Linked DNA regions of Mus musculus: region 2 is linked to region 1. The links are chromatin contacts, called in public targeted proximity ligation maps. All regions are on one chromosome and are shown on one strand. The core of a region is the stretch at or near the end of the contact, and the rest is flanking DNA. Distances in the headings are between cores, read along the strand shown. Region 1 holds the start of Mta2 (metastasis-associated gene family, member 2). Region 2 has its middle 38 kb from the start of Ahnak.

What was found.
Region 2: a contact with region 1 is called in a targeted proximity ligation map of embryonic stem cells, with 5 read pairs. A contact is called at or near these places in 1 of 39 promoter capture datasets (macrophages), 3 of 130 datasets of targeted methods (the SCID.adh cell line, embryonic stem cells and intestinal villus epithelium) and 3 of 9 other capture datasets (adipose tissue, liver and pancreatic islet).

Annotation. Positions count from the first base shown.
Region 1 is chr19:8,939,089-8,945,030 of GRCm38.p6, reverse strand. It overlaps Mta2 (metastasis-associated gene family, member 2), which reads right to left and starts at 3,111. Exons shown (of 18, transcript NM_011842.3): 1 at 2,649-3,111; 2 at 1,499-1,566; 3 at 925-1,018. The coding sequence starts at 2,676. Eml3 (echinoderm microtubule associated protein like 3) reads right to left here. Exons shown (of 22, transcript NM_144872.1): 17 at 5,915-5,942; 18 at 5,746-5,843; 19 at 5,527-5,614; 20 at 4,354-4,452; 21 at 3,998-4,128; 22 at 3,449-3,901. The coding sequence ends at 3,698. Gm10353 (predicted gene 10353) reads left to right here and starts at 2,641. Exons shown (of 4, transcript NR_165499.1): 1 at 2,641-4,379.
Region 2 is chr19:9,024,342-9,030,283 of GRCm38.p6, reverse strand. It overlaps a transcript of Ahnak not described here. Among named protein-coding and RNA genes, the nearest start is that of Ahnak, 38 kb to the right of the region's middle.

The DNA.
Region 1 (5,942 bases), core at 1,862-4,361:
AAACCCAGAGGTAGGGCAAAAAGAACCACACCCCTACCCCTTCTGATTGGATAAGGCCAAGGTCAGCCCCTGCCAGATGGAGCCGGAAACCCCAAAGGGCCAGGAAACTTGGTAGGCCCAGTTCATTAACCCTTTCATGACTGCAGCCTGAAAAAGAATCTAGGAGGGAAAAAGGGAGTTAAAAGAAAACTAAGTGATGCGGGTAGTGCTGGCACACGCCTTTAATCCCAGCACCAGGGAGGCAGAGGCAGGTAGATTTCTATGTTCAAGGCCAGCCTGATTTACAGAGTGAGTTCCAGGACAGCCAGGGCTACACAGAGAAACCCTGACAAAGAAAAAAAAAAAAAAAAAAGGAAAGAAAAAAGATAAAACTAAGTGAAAAAAAATTACAATATAAAGATCATAGAGAAAATGCAGACAAAGCAAAAATAAGTAAAAATGACACTAACTGGAATGGAGAGGAAAAATGGTGAAGGCAGGGAAGTCCAAGAGAACTGCTCCTAGCTTATCATCTCTATTAATGTTTTGGCATCGCCTCCAGACTACAGCATAAGCCTCTCTGTTATGCAGACTTCTCAAAACAGTATCTTCCTCTTCACCTTGGCCATCACTCACTAACCACTGTCCCAAAGTACCCAAAATGTCCCCGAGTGCCTGCTTCTCTAAAGCTCTTTTCATTTCCTATCTAAATATCTCTCCACTCACACACATAAGCCTCATTTTGGCTTTCCTTATCATGGTCTGCCCGCCCTGCTTCCAACCCCAACGTGTAACAACAGGCCTCCCTCCGCAGACCAGGCACTTCCCACCCCCCCCCAAACTCACACCCTCCCTTGGGCATGCTGCCAGGGGAAACACCTGCAGGAACATGTCTAGTCCTCAGATCCTGGGGAAGGGAGATGGGTAAGGAATGAAGACACTCACGAGCATTACTGTCAGCCAAGCTGTTGAGGCTACTAGAAATATCCCTTCGCCGGAAAAGACAGACAACCTTTGCTTCCACATTTCCATTTGCAGTCTAAAGGAGGGAGAAAAACCGAGAAGGAAAATTGGCCATTTGAAAGTGGAGATGCATGCCGGGTGTGGTGGTGCACGCCTTTAATCCCAGTACTCGGGAGGCAGAGGCAGACGGATTTCTGAGTTCAAGGCCAGCCTGGTCTACAAAATGAGTTCCAGGACAGCCAGGGCTACACAGAGAAACCCTGTCTCAAAACAAAACAAAACAACAACAACAACAAAAGAAAGTGGAGGTGCTGGGGGGAGGTGGGGGAGTGGAAGTGCGCAGAGTCAAAAGCAATATCTCCTTAAGGGTCTAAGTAGAAGAGCTAGAAAAACTTAGCAGTAAAGACTTAATACTCAAAGATAATTTCAGAACCAATGAAAAGGGTCTCCATGAGTTTAAGATCAGCCTGGTCTACACAGCAAGTTCCAGGCAGCCAAGGTTACATAATAGAGAGACCCTGTATCATTAAAAAAAAAAAAAACCAACTCCACTCACCTTATTGAGCTCCTCAATCCGTCTAACCAGGTAAGGATTGCTGGAGGAGTTCTCAAAATAGACGTAATCTGTAGGAGGTGGGGAAGAAACAAGAGGATCAGAGGAGAGGGCACCCAGATGAAAAAGTCGCTCTGTGTGGACCAAAATGAGACAAAATTCTAGATAGAGATGAAGTGGAGATGAGCAAGAGGAGAGAGTTAAGAAAATAAGTACTAGTCATTAGCTGGACAGTGGTGGCATATGCGTTTAATCCCAGCAGTCTGGGAGACCAAAGCAGGCTCTTGGTTCAAAGCCAGCCAAGTCTACAGCTCAAGTTCCAGGACAGCCAGGGTTACACAGAGAAACCTTGTCTCAAAAGAAACAAGGGGGAAACCTGCCTCAAAAAGGAAATGGGGGGTGGGGGAAGAGAAGAGAGAAAAAAAGAAAAAAAAAAAAAAAAAAAAGGAAGGAAGGAAAAGAGATATTATGGAAATACTTTGCCAGGCAGTGGTGTCACACACCTTTAATTCCAGCAGTCAGGAGGCAGAGGCAGGCGGATCTCTGAGTTCGAGGACAGCCTGGTCTACAGTATGAGTCCCAGGACAGCCAAGACTACACAGAGAATAAACCTTGTCTAAAAAGAAACAAGGAAAAAAGAAGAAAAAGGAAATGAGTTTTTACCCCCTACCCCTGCAACACCCAGTTCTAAAGTCAGATCTTCACTCAAAAGTGAGACTTAAGAAACAAGAACAAGAATTTCCCTGGAGTCCATACAACTTTGCACTCAAGTTGCATCCTTGTATAGGAGAATTGAGTAAACTGTTCAGGCCCCACCTTCGCGAACGCACAAGCCGCCACAGAAAAGAAAACCCCTGCGCGCCTAGCCCCTAGCGCGGCTGGCCGGACGGTGGGTCACTCGGGCCCCTTCCAAAGCCAAGGCCACTTCCAGCCCGGCGATCCAGTCACAGGTCTCAAGAGCACCGTTACGGCTGCAGGTAAGCCTCTGCGGTAGACTCTGCGCCCGATAGCGTCGCCGCCGCGGAACCATGGCTCTTGATTCCGGTTCCGGTCGGTGCCGCGGCCCACACGACCCCAGATGTGGCTCCCCCGCGCCTGCGGACACCGAGTCTCCCTGATCCCGGCCTCAGCCTCTTCCGCTCAGGGTACTCACCTCCCACCCGGTACATGTTAGCCGCCATGGCCGTTCCCGCCGCCGCCTCCGGCCACACAAAGAGGTCCCGGAGGCTCGCGGGGGCAAAGCTCAGCTCCAGACGAAGCCCCCAGCGCGTGGCTGACGCTTCGCGGAAGTGTCGATGGGGCCCGAGCAGCCGGCACCTCTGCTCGCTCAGCCGCCGCGGCTCATCACTGCCCGCGCGACGACGACACTGCTATAGCCTCACGCCGGGACACCGAGGCCAGCTCCGGTCTACTCGGCTTCTTCCGGAACGAGCTCGATTCCTGCCTGACCGGAGTGAGGTTCCAGCTCCTAGCGTCCTCACCGAGTCCCAGCAGACGTCGTGCGGTGCCAACCGCTGGCAAGGTTTGCCCTGCCCGCGTCCGGGTTCGCCTCCTTCCGGAACACCTTCGGCCGATCCGGAGAACAAGGCCCAGCGCTCGGCTCAGGTCGGAGAGCAAGACCCCGCAGATCGGCCACTTCCGGAAGGAACTCGGCTCCTTTCGCTCAGCCGCGGCCTCGCGCTCGGTTATTTCCGTTGCAGCTCGACCCCGCCCCTGAGGGCGGTGAGGAGCCGGAATTAACTCTTTGCACTATGGGTCCTAGCAGCTCCCCGGCAGTGGCGTCGAAAGGCGCGCGCGCGCCCTCACTCTTCTTGAGGTTATTTGCAAGCCGCTTTGCCTGTTATTTGCATATTTGGTCTGAACTCCCTTTTCTCTTCCCGCCCTGCACTTTTTTCTTTCATCCTAACACAACTGGGCCCCTGAGGGGACCCGCCGCACAAAAGCACCAGGCAGTTACTTTTTTCTTTTTATTGCCCCTCACCGAGCAGAGGGTGTCGGAGCTGGGTTGCCTGGCTCAGCCAGCAAGTCTGTTGTTATTTTGTGTGCAGTGGGGTGGTTAGCCCCTCCAGAAAAATGCGCAATTGGGAATGTATGAAGTCAAAGAAAAAGCCAGCACAGGAAAAGACTGTCCTTGGTCCTAGGGGTTTTGGCCAGGGTGGGGCCAGACCACAGTACCAGAGGGACAAGACCATCCAGCATCAATCACACGTCCAGGGAGGAGGCAGGGGACAGAGAGGGCGTTCTAGATGGTGTGGCAGGAGCGGGCCCAGAGCTCCCTGCCCCCAGCACTCGCCACTGAAAGATGCTAGCATCCTTGCCACCTAAGGAGACAAGGTATGAGTCGTCGTGCGTGAACCGGACACTAGTCACATGGCTGCCATGGCCTGAGTACATACGACTTGGCGCCTAGATGAGAGAAAAAAAAAAAAAAAACAACTGGTTGCAGCAATGGCAGGGTACCAAACCTACCCACCTGGGCCCAATGGTCCCCTGAAGCCTCACCTTGGCTCGAGCACATGGGTACTGAAAGAGGTGTACTTTGCAGAAGTCGTCTGCCACAGCCACCACCCGTTCATTGTGGGAGCGGCAAAGGGAGTTGATGTCTGTCCCATCAGAGCCATCAGGCCACACACCTAACACAACAGGTGGCCTGAGTCAGGCTGCTACCACAACCTAGAGTTGCAGTGTTTCAGGTCTTCAGGTTGCCACTGCGCTCCAGACAATCCCAAGGGGCCTCCTAGCCTGGATTTGCCACTATGACCCCCACCCCGAGGTGGCACACGCCCAGGATTCTGAGGGCAGAATGGGTTCTTCCTTGTTTCCCCAGCCCTCCTAACGGATTCCAGATCCTGGCTCACCATAGACGTGGAAGCCCAGCACACAGGTATAGGTAGCCCACTCCCGGTCTCTGCTCTCATAGCGGTTCCTCAGCAGTTTGCAGCCTCCAGCCACATCCCCTAGGTGGAAATCGCCTACTCAGCCGTCATTCTTCCCTCACTTGACGACATGAACTGATCATAGGCATAGCGTCCACTATGAACCCCACTGTGTGCTTCCCAAGTTCTCACTGACTTGGCTTGGCTTTAAGTTAGGCCTGCATGATGGTGCAGATCCTTAATCCCAGTCCTAGTGGGGCAGACAGATCTCTGAGTTGGGGGCCACCCTGGTCTACAAACGCAGGTGACAGAGGGAACCCTGTCTCAGAAACAGAGAATGTAGCCTTAGACATGCCTAGAGCCTCTGGATAAAGCACTAACAGTTTCTCATCAGCTGCCCCTCCCCCACTTGCCCTAAGGAGCTATCCTAAAGCACTGTCTTCTTGGTGCAGCCGGCTTTTTCCTTTGTTTTGGTTTGTTTTGGTTTGGTTTTTTTTTTTTGGGGGGGGGGGTTGTTTTGGTTTGGTTTTTGGTTTTCCGAGACAGGGTTTCTCTGTATAGCCCTGGCTGTCCTGGAACTCACTTTGTAGACCAGGCTGGCCTTGAACTCAGAAATCCACCTGCCTCTGCCTCCCCAGTGCTGGAATTAAAGGTGTGCGCCACCACGCCTGGCCTTTCCTTTGTTTTGTATTTTGAGGCACAGTCTTCCTATGCAGCCTTGGCTGCCCTAGAACTCACTATGTAGACCAGGCTGGCCTTGAACTCATAAAGATCCAGCCACGTATCTCTGCCTCCCCAGTGCTGGGATTAATGGCATGCACCACAATGCCTGGTCCATTTTTCAACTCCCTTGAGTTCTTGTTGGAGAAGATAGAGTGTGAAACTGTAGCTTACCTACTTACCGGGTTATCCCTATGTCCAATTCCAACCTCCATTTCCCTCCACATCAGCCCCTCTGCTTGATGTTCCTCTACTACCATCAGCCCTCCTGACTAGAAACCTCCTGTCGGCACCCACATAATCTCTTAGGAGACATAATTAGGAGGATGACAAATGCAAAAACAGCATGGGCCACATAGAGAATTCTAAGCCAGCCTGATGCAAAAAAAAAAAAAAAAAAAAAAATTAAATGATCCCCATCTCCCTGCCACTCACAGTAAAGAATCTCATAATCCCCAGAATTGGACATGATGAAATTCCCATCCTTGGACCAGTCAAGGTGAGTGATAAAACTGGAGTGCCCCTGGGGAATAAGAGTCAAGAATTTGACAAGATGGCTACCATTTCCCATCCCCAGGCTAGCCCTTAATGCATCAAACCCCTGTTACTGTGCCCACAGTTAACAAATCCCACCTTCCACCCCAGCATCCTTACCATACATCTGCCAAAGCGGCTGGACTTAGTGCCACAACTGGAAACACTATAGATGTAGATCATGTTGTCATGGGAACCAATAGCCAGGTACAACCCATCTACAAAGAAACTTATTCAGATAAAGAAGAGCCAGAGCAGGACCCAGGTCCAGGGTGGGGGTGGCTCCCACCTGGGCTGTACCGGACAACTGAGAGCTG
Region 2 (5,942 bases), core at 1,009-3,508, 86 kb before region 1:
CTCAACAATAGCTCAGAGAAGAAGAATAAAAATAAGAATAAAAACAGCCCTGGGTTTGTTGTTCATCTTCTGTTTATTTATGTTTGCTCTCACCCTGAATTTTGGAAAATGCACTGAGACTACCCAGCAAAAGACAGAAGGAAAACAGGTGTCCCTATTGCTGATGGGAACTGTATGCAGTGATAAGACAGGGCCATTGTGACCTACAGAATTTCTGCCAAGTGCTGGGTGCCACATGCCAGGTGCCTGGCATTATGCCTGAAATAAAATAATAAATAAGAATACAGCATCCCTCCCTCACAGGGTTGACAGTCTAATTCCGGAGAGAGACTGACAAGCAGTCTCTCACTGATAACTAAATGTAAGTAGCATTGAGACCAGAAAACTAAAGTAATGAGAGCATAGAATAGTTGGGAAAGAGAGAGGATTCCAGGCAGGCTTCCAGGAGGAAATGCCCCTTAGGCTAAAACCCAAGGGTGAGAAAAGAGAAGGCTGCATCAAAGCCAGAGGGCTGCTGAGAGTGACTGGCAAGGCCAATCATGACCTCGCAGAAACTGACAACCATTGCAGTAAACAGTAGAGAGGAGCCTGGGGGTCAAGGGTTCCCCAGGTCTTGATGAGGTATGGGCAAGCTGAGGTACCTCCACGAGGCTTCCCTCTCTGCGTAAACCAACAGTCAGGCCGTCCCACCACAGCATTCTCATCCAAATTTTTTGTTTTGGTTTTTGAGACGGGGTATCACTATGTGGCGCTGGCTGTCCTGGAACTCGCTGTGTAGCTCTGATTGCCCGCAGACTCTCAGAGATCCACCTGCCTCTGCTTCCTGATTAATCAGCTGGAATCAAAGGTATGTGCCACCCTACCCCACAAAGATTGTTTTTAAATGGGTATGTGTATCTGTGAGTATATGCCACATGAGTTCAGATACCCAAGGAGGCCAGAAGAGAAAGTCAGATCCCCTGGAGCTGGAGTAGCAAATGAATGTCAGCTACCCAATGTAGGTGCTGCGAATCAAACTTTGGTCCTCCCAAAGATCCGGAGTCACTCTTAGCCACTAAGTTCTCTCTCCAGCCACCCTACCTCTACTGGCTAGTTTGTGTCAACTTGACACAGGCTGGAGTTATCACAGAGAAAGGAGCTTCAGTTGGGGAAATGCCTCCATGAGATCCAACTGTAAGGCATTTTCTCAATTAGTGATCAAGGGGGAAAGGCCCCTTGTGGGTGGGACCATCTCTGGGCTGGTAGTCTTGGGTTCTATAAGAGAGCAGGCTGAGCAAGCCAGGGGAAACAAGCCAGTAAGGAATATCCCTCCATGGCCTCTGCATCAGCTCCTGCTTCCTGACCTGCTTGAGTCCCAGTCCTGACTTCCTTGGTGATGAACAGCAGTATGGAAGTGTAAGCCAGATAAACCCTTTCCTCGCCAACTTGCCTCTTGGTCATGATGTTTGTGCAGGAATAGAAACCCTAAGACACCACCCCATCCAACTTATAAATCTTTCTAGTGAATATTAAATCAGTGCTAGAAAATACACTCCAAGTTCAATCCGCTGTCAGGGCACAGTGGATAAAAGACAAGCCACGACCCCATGTTGTTCCCTGTACTCATTCCTGTGACCAGCAAACCCTATCAAAGGTTTTCCATGGTTATGTAACAAGAACCTGACAAGTGACACACAGGATCCAACCGTTTCCTCTCTGGAAACAAGGAAAGGGAGTGTTTGCAGAACATGTAGTACAGGGCTTTGTACCTGGGAGACTGGCAAGGCCTGGAATGGCCATCCAGGGGCAAGAGTCTGGCTAATCCAAAGCACTTATTTCCTTCTGATAATCTGTAATCTGTAATTTCCCACTTTTAAGGGTAGTAATTACTCCAAACAAAGAGCAGTAACCAAAAACAGTGGTTAAAGGGAGTGGCTTTTTTTTTTTCCTCTAAAAGAGATCTGCAGCTCAGTTAAAGAAAAAATAAAAACCTTAGTTCAAAGCTTGTCTATTAGATTCAATAGGAAAATAGTTTGAAGGAAAATATGGTGTGCAAACAGGAAAAAAAAAGTGGAAGCCTACCCACACCAGGCCCCCACCCCCTACAGTGAATTTGCCCTACCTGACCCACCTTACTCCTACAGCTAAATTCCTAGAATTTATTTTCTAGGAATTTAGACAATTCAGATTGGCTGCCTCCACTCTCTCACCTGACATCCCTATCTGCCTGAAGGGCCCACTTGAAATTCAAGTGGCGAGCCAGACTCGCAGGCTTGCAAATAGAAAATGCACTGTCATTCTTCTCCCTGGCTTTTCACATTCCAGTCCTCCCCACGGCCTGGCTGCCTGAGCAAGGGGACAGAGCACCGGCTGCCTGGCAGCTGTGTATCCTGGAAGAGACGGCACACACAGGAAAAAACACACAGAGCAGGCTATACTGCATGGCTGAAAAAAAAAATCAAAGCCTTCCACTTTGGGTGGACAGGAGTAGTGAGCTTTAAGCTGAAGCTCCTTCCTCGGGGAGGGTACCAAGTGCCCCACACTGCAGTCCCATGTGACTACAGCTCAGTAAGGGCTGCCAGATTCCAGGAGATGGATGGATGGATGGACCTTAAATAGTCACCAGGAGGGTGACTTCTTGTGTAGCCCAGGCTGTCCTGGAATAAAGCCGTCAATGGGAGGATGACCTTGAACTTTAGATTCTCCTGGGTCCACCTCCTCCATTCTCCTGGGTCCACCTCCTGAGTTCTGTTTAGATTCTCCTGGGTCCACCTCCTGAGTTCTGGGGTTTCAGTTGTGTGCCACCACACCAGGCTTATGATATGGCAAGTCCAGGACTTGCTACATTCCCAGCCCACACACACAAGTCCTGTTTTTATTATTACTTGTGTGTACTTGTATCTGTGTGCATGTTTATGCATGTGCACGTGTGTGTATGTGTGTACAAGACTATGCCCATGCATGTGAAGGCCAGAGGCCAAAGTCACCTGTCTTTCTCTATCATTGTCCACCTGTTCTTTTACTTGATCTGGCTCACCAATGGGCTAGACTGTCAGGCCAGAGAGCTCTGGGAGCTCTCTATCCCCACCCCATCTCCCAGTGATAGGGTTACAGACCAGAATACCATGCCCACCTTTCGCCTCAATTCTGGACACCAGAACTCAAGTCCTCACGTACGAGAGCAAGAGCTTAAGTACCAAACCATGTCCCCAGCCCTCTTTTAAATACCAGCATTCAAAAGTGCAAACCTAAGATGCCGTCATATACAAAGTCATCTTTTAGGCAAAGTCTGTATAAAGCAGAGAGTTGGGGCTGATGCCGCATTTTAGAAATGAAGGTCCCACCGGGTAAGGGGTAGGCCCCAGAGGCAACATGTGACCCACGTACAGCAGCTTCCAGCTGGTCTCTGCTGGTCTTTTTTCTGTGATTGCCCAGTATCATATGCCCAGTCTTGTTTGGCCATCAGCCTGGCTCATTACTTCACACCAGCCTGGTCTAAATAGATAAAAATCTGCCTAGGAACTGTGGCAGAACTTGGATTAGTTCCAGGATTGGCTGGTTGGCTGAAAGTGGCTACAATTACTCCCAGAGACTGGGATCCCTTGTTTCCTGGACACTAACAGCTGAATTGGTGAATTGGGGTAGGGGGCGGGGGTGTCAGATCATTTGATTTGGGGTCAGAGCAAAAATTTTGCCTTGATGTTACAGTACTCTGTTTTCTTAGGGTACATTTATTTGGGGCACCCAGAAAGGCAGGGCTCAAACCCTATGAACAGCCACCCTTTGGGGCTGTCTGCGTAGTAACGAATAAAGACAACGTTTTGCACTTACTAGACCATTGAGTCACACCCCAGCCCTTCTTCCTCTTTTTCCTAGTCTTCCTCGTCCACACCCTTTACATTTCTCAGGCTCATCCAATCATCCTGGCCCTGACTAATCCACTTTGCCCAGGCTTCTTCTTGGATTTTGACTTGTTTCCTTCTAGGCTCTAATCTGTGATTAAAGAGCTCTAGGTGTCCTGAGTTCTTACCCTGGGCTTGGGTGGGCTGAACTGCCCCATCCCACTTGGGGAGTGTGGAAATCTCTGATCATACTATAGGCTGTTGGATGATTCTCAAACCGGAGTCGAGCAGGCATGGCAGGTGCAGAGATAGACGGGGAAACACTTGGAAGCAGCCCTTCCCTTCTCCCAATCCCTGTGTGGAAGTACCTCTCATTTTCAGGCCCTCCCCTAGACACAAGGTTCAACCTCCTAGGGCCCCAGATTGAGCAGAACAGTGTTTGCAGACCATCAACCTGTCCACTCTCCAAGGGACCAGTGGGCGGGACTAACTATAATACATTAACTTCAGTTGTTTCTCTCATTTATTAGTATCATGGAAGAGTGAAGACTGGATAGGGCAAAGGACTGGGAATAGTATGAGGTAGGAAGTCCAAGAAAGAGACTGACAGCTGCCCATGCTCATTGCTCTTGAGCCCACTGCCTCCCCTTGGAGGGGAAAAATTGGGCGCATTCACCAGGCTTTGCCTTCCAAAGCTGATCCTGAAACCTGTATTCCTCTGGGACCTCAGTGTCCACCCTTCCTGCCCTAGTCCCACCCTGCTGTCCCACACTTCACTACCAGCTTTTACTCCTGCTGTTTCCCTGCTTGGAAAACCCCCCTCAGCTCCTCTCCAAGCCTTAAAACACAGTTTACTAACCCACCCTTCCTGGTAGCAGAAAGAACAAACTGCTGATAAAGACATGAGGTTTCTCAGAACAGATTGCAGTGAGAATGTTGACGCTGTTGGACTATGTGCCCCTGCACACAGCACTAACCCTGTCTGAACTTGCCTATTAAATGCAAATTAGGGCCCACCTTGTGGCGTTGTGTGTGACTTATAGAACACTTAACCTAGAGTTAGCAAGCAGTTCATGGAAATAATTCATACATACAATTTTTACTATACATTGAGCACACTGTACTATTCACGATGCAGAAGTTGGAGTTTATTAGGAAGAAGGTATGCATGTTGATTTACATTATTCTCATAATGCTGTAAGAAGAATTCCATACCATCTCCTTCTTTTCATCTTACAGAAAAGGAAATTCCATATCTGTCTCCTGACCTGAGTCCTAAGGAACGAACCCCGGACCTGAACACGCCACGCAAAAAACTCTACCAACTAAGTTTTATCTCCAGCCTTATGTCACAGATTTTGATGAGTTACCAAGGGTCCCAAAAGTCCCCAAAAAGAACCTTTTTTTTTTTTTTAATGGTTTCTCATTGGGGAACGAGGCAGAATACAAAGGAGACAACAGAGAAAGACATCATGTCTGCAGTAGCAGACAGACACTGAATCTGGAAAACCCAATAATAGCCCCATCTGGGGCTCCTCTAAGCTGCTCCTCTGGAGAAGGGAAACATTAGTAAAATCTAGATCTATCTCCATATCCACAAGGCCTCATAAAATTAAGAAAGCATCTTCCATCTAACTTCTTTTTTGTTTGTTTGTTTGTTTGTTTAGTTTAGTTTTTGTTGTTGTTTTGTTTTGTTTTTTTAAGACAGGGTGTAGCCCTGGCTATCCTGGAACTCACTTTGTAGACCAGGCTGGCCTCGAACTCAGAAATCTGCCTGCCTCTGCCCCACAAGTGCTGGGATTAAAGGTGTGCACCACCACAGCCCGGCTTAATGGTTTTTCAAGTCAGGATTTTTCTGTGTAGCCCTGGTCAACCTGAAACTCAATCTATAGACCAGGCTGGCCTCTAACTCAAAGATTCACCTGCCTATGTCTCCTGAGTGCTAGGATTAAAGGTGTGCACCATCACCACCCAGCATTTGATAGCTATTTTTAAATAACTTAAAAATAGTTTTTAAAAAATAGCTATTTTTTAAATTATTTAATGTGTATGATTATGTTGCAATATTATATGTATGCATAGCACACGTGTCCCTGGTGCCCTAAGAGGCCAAGATGTATA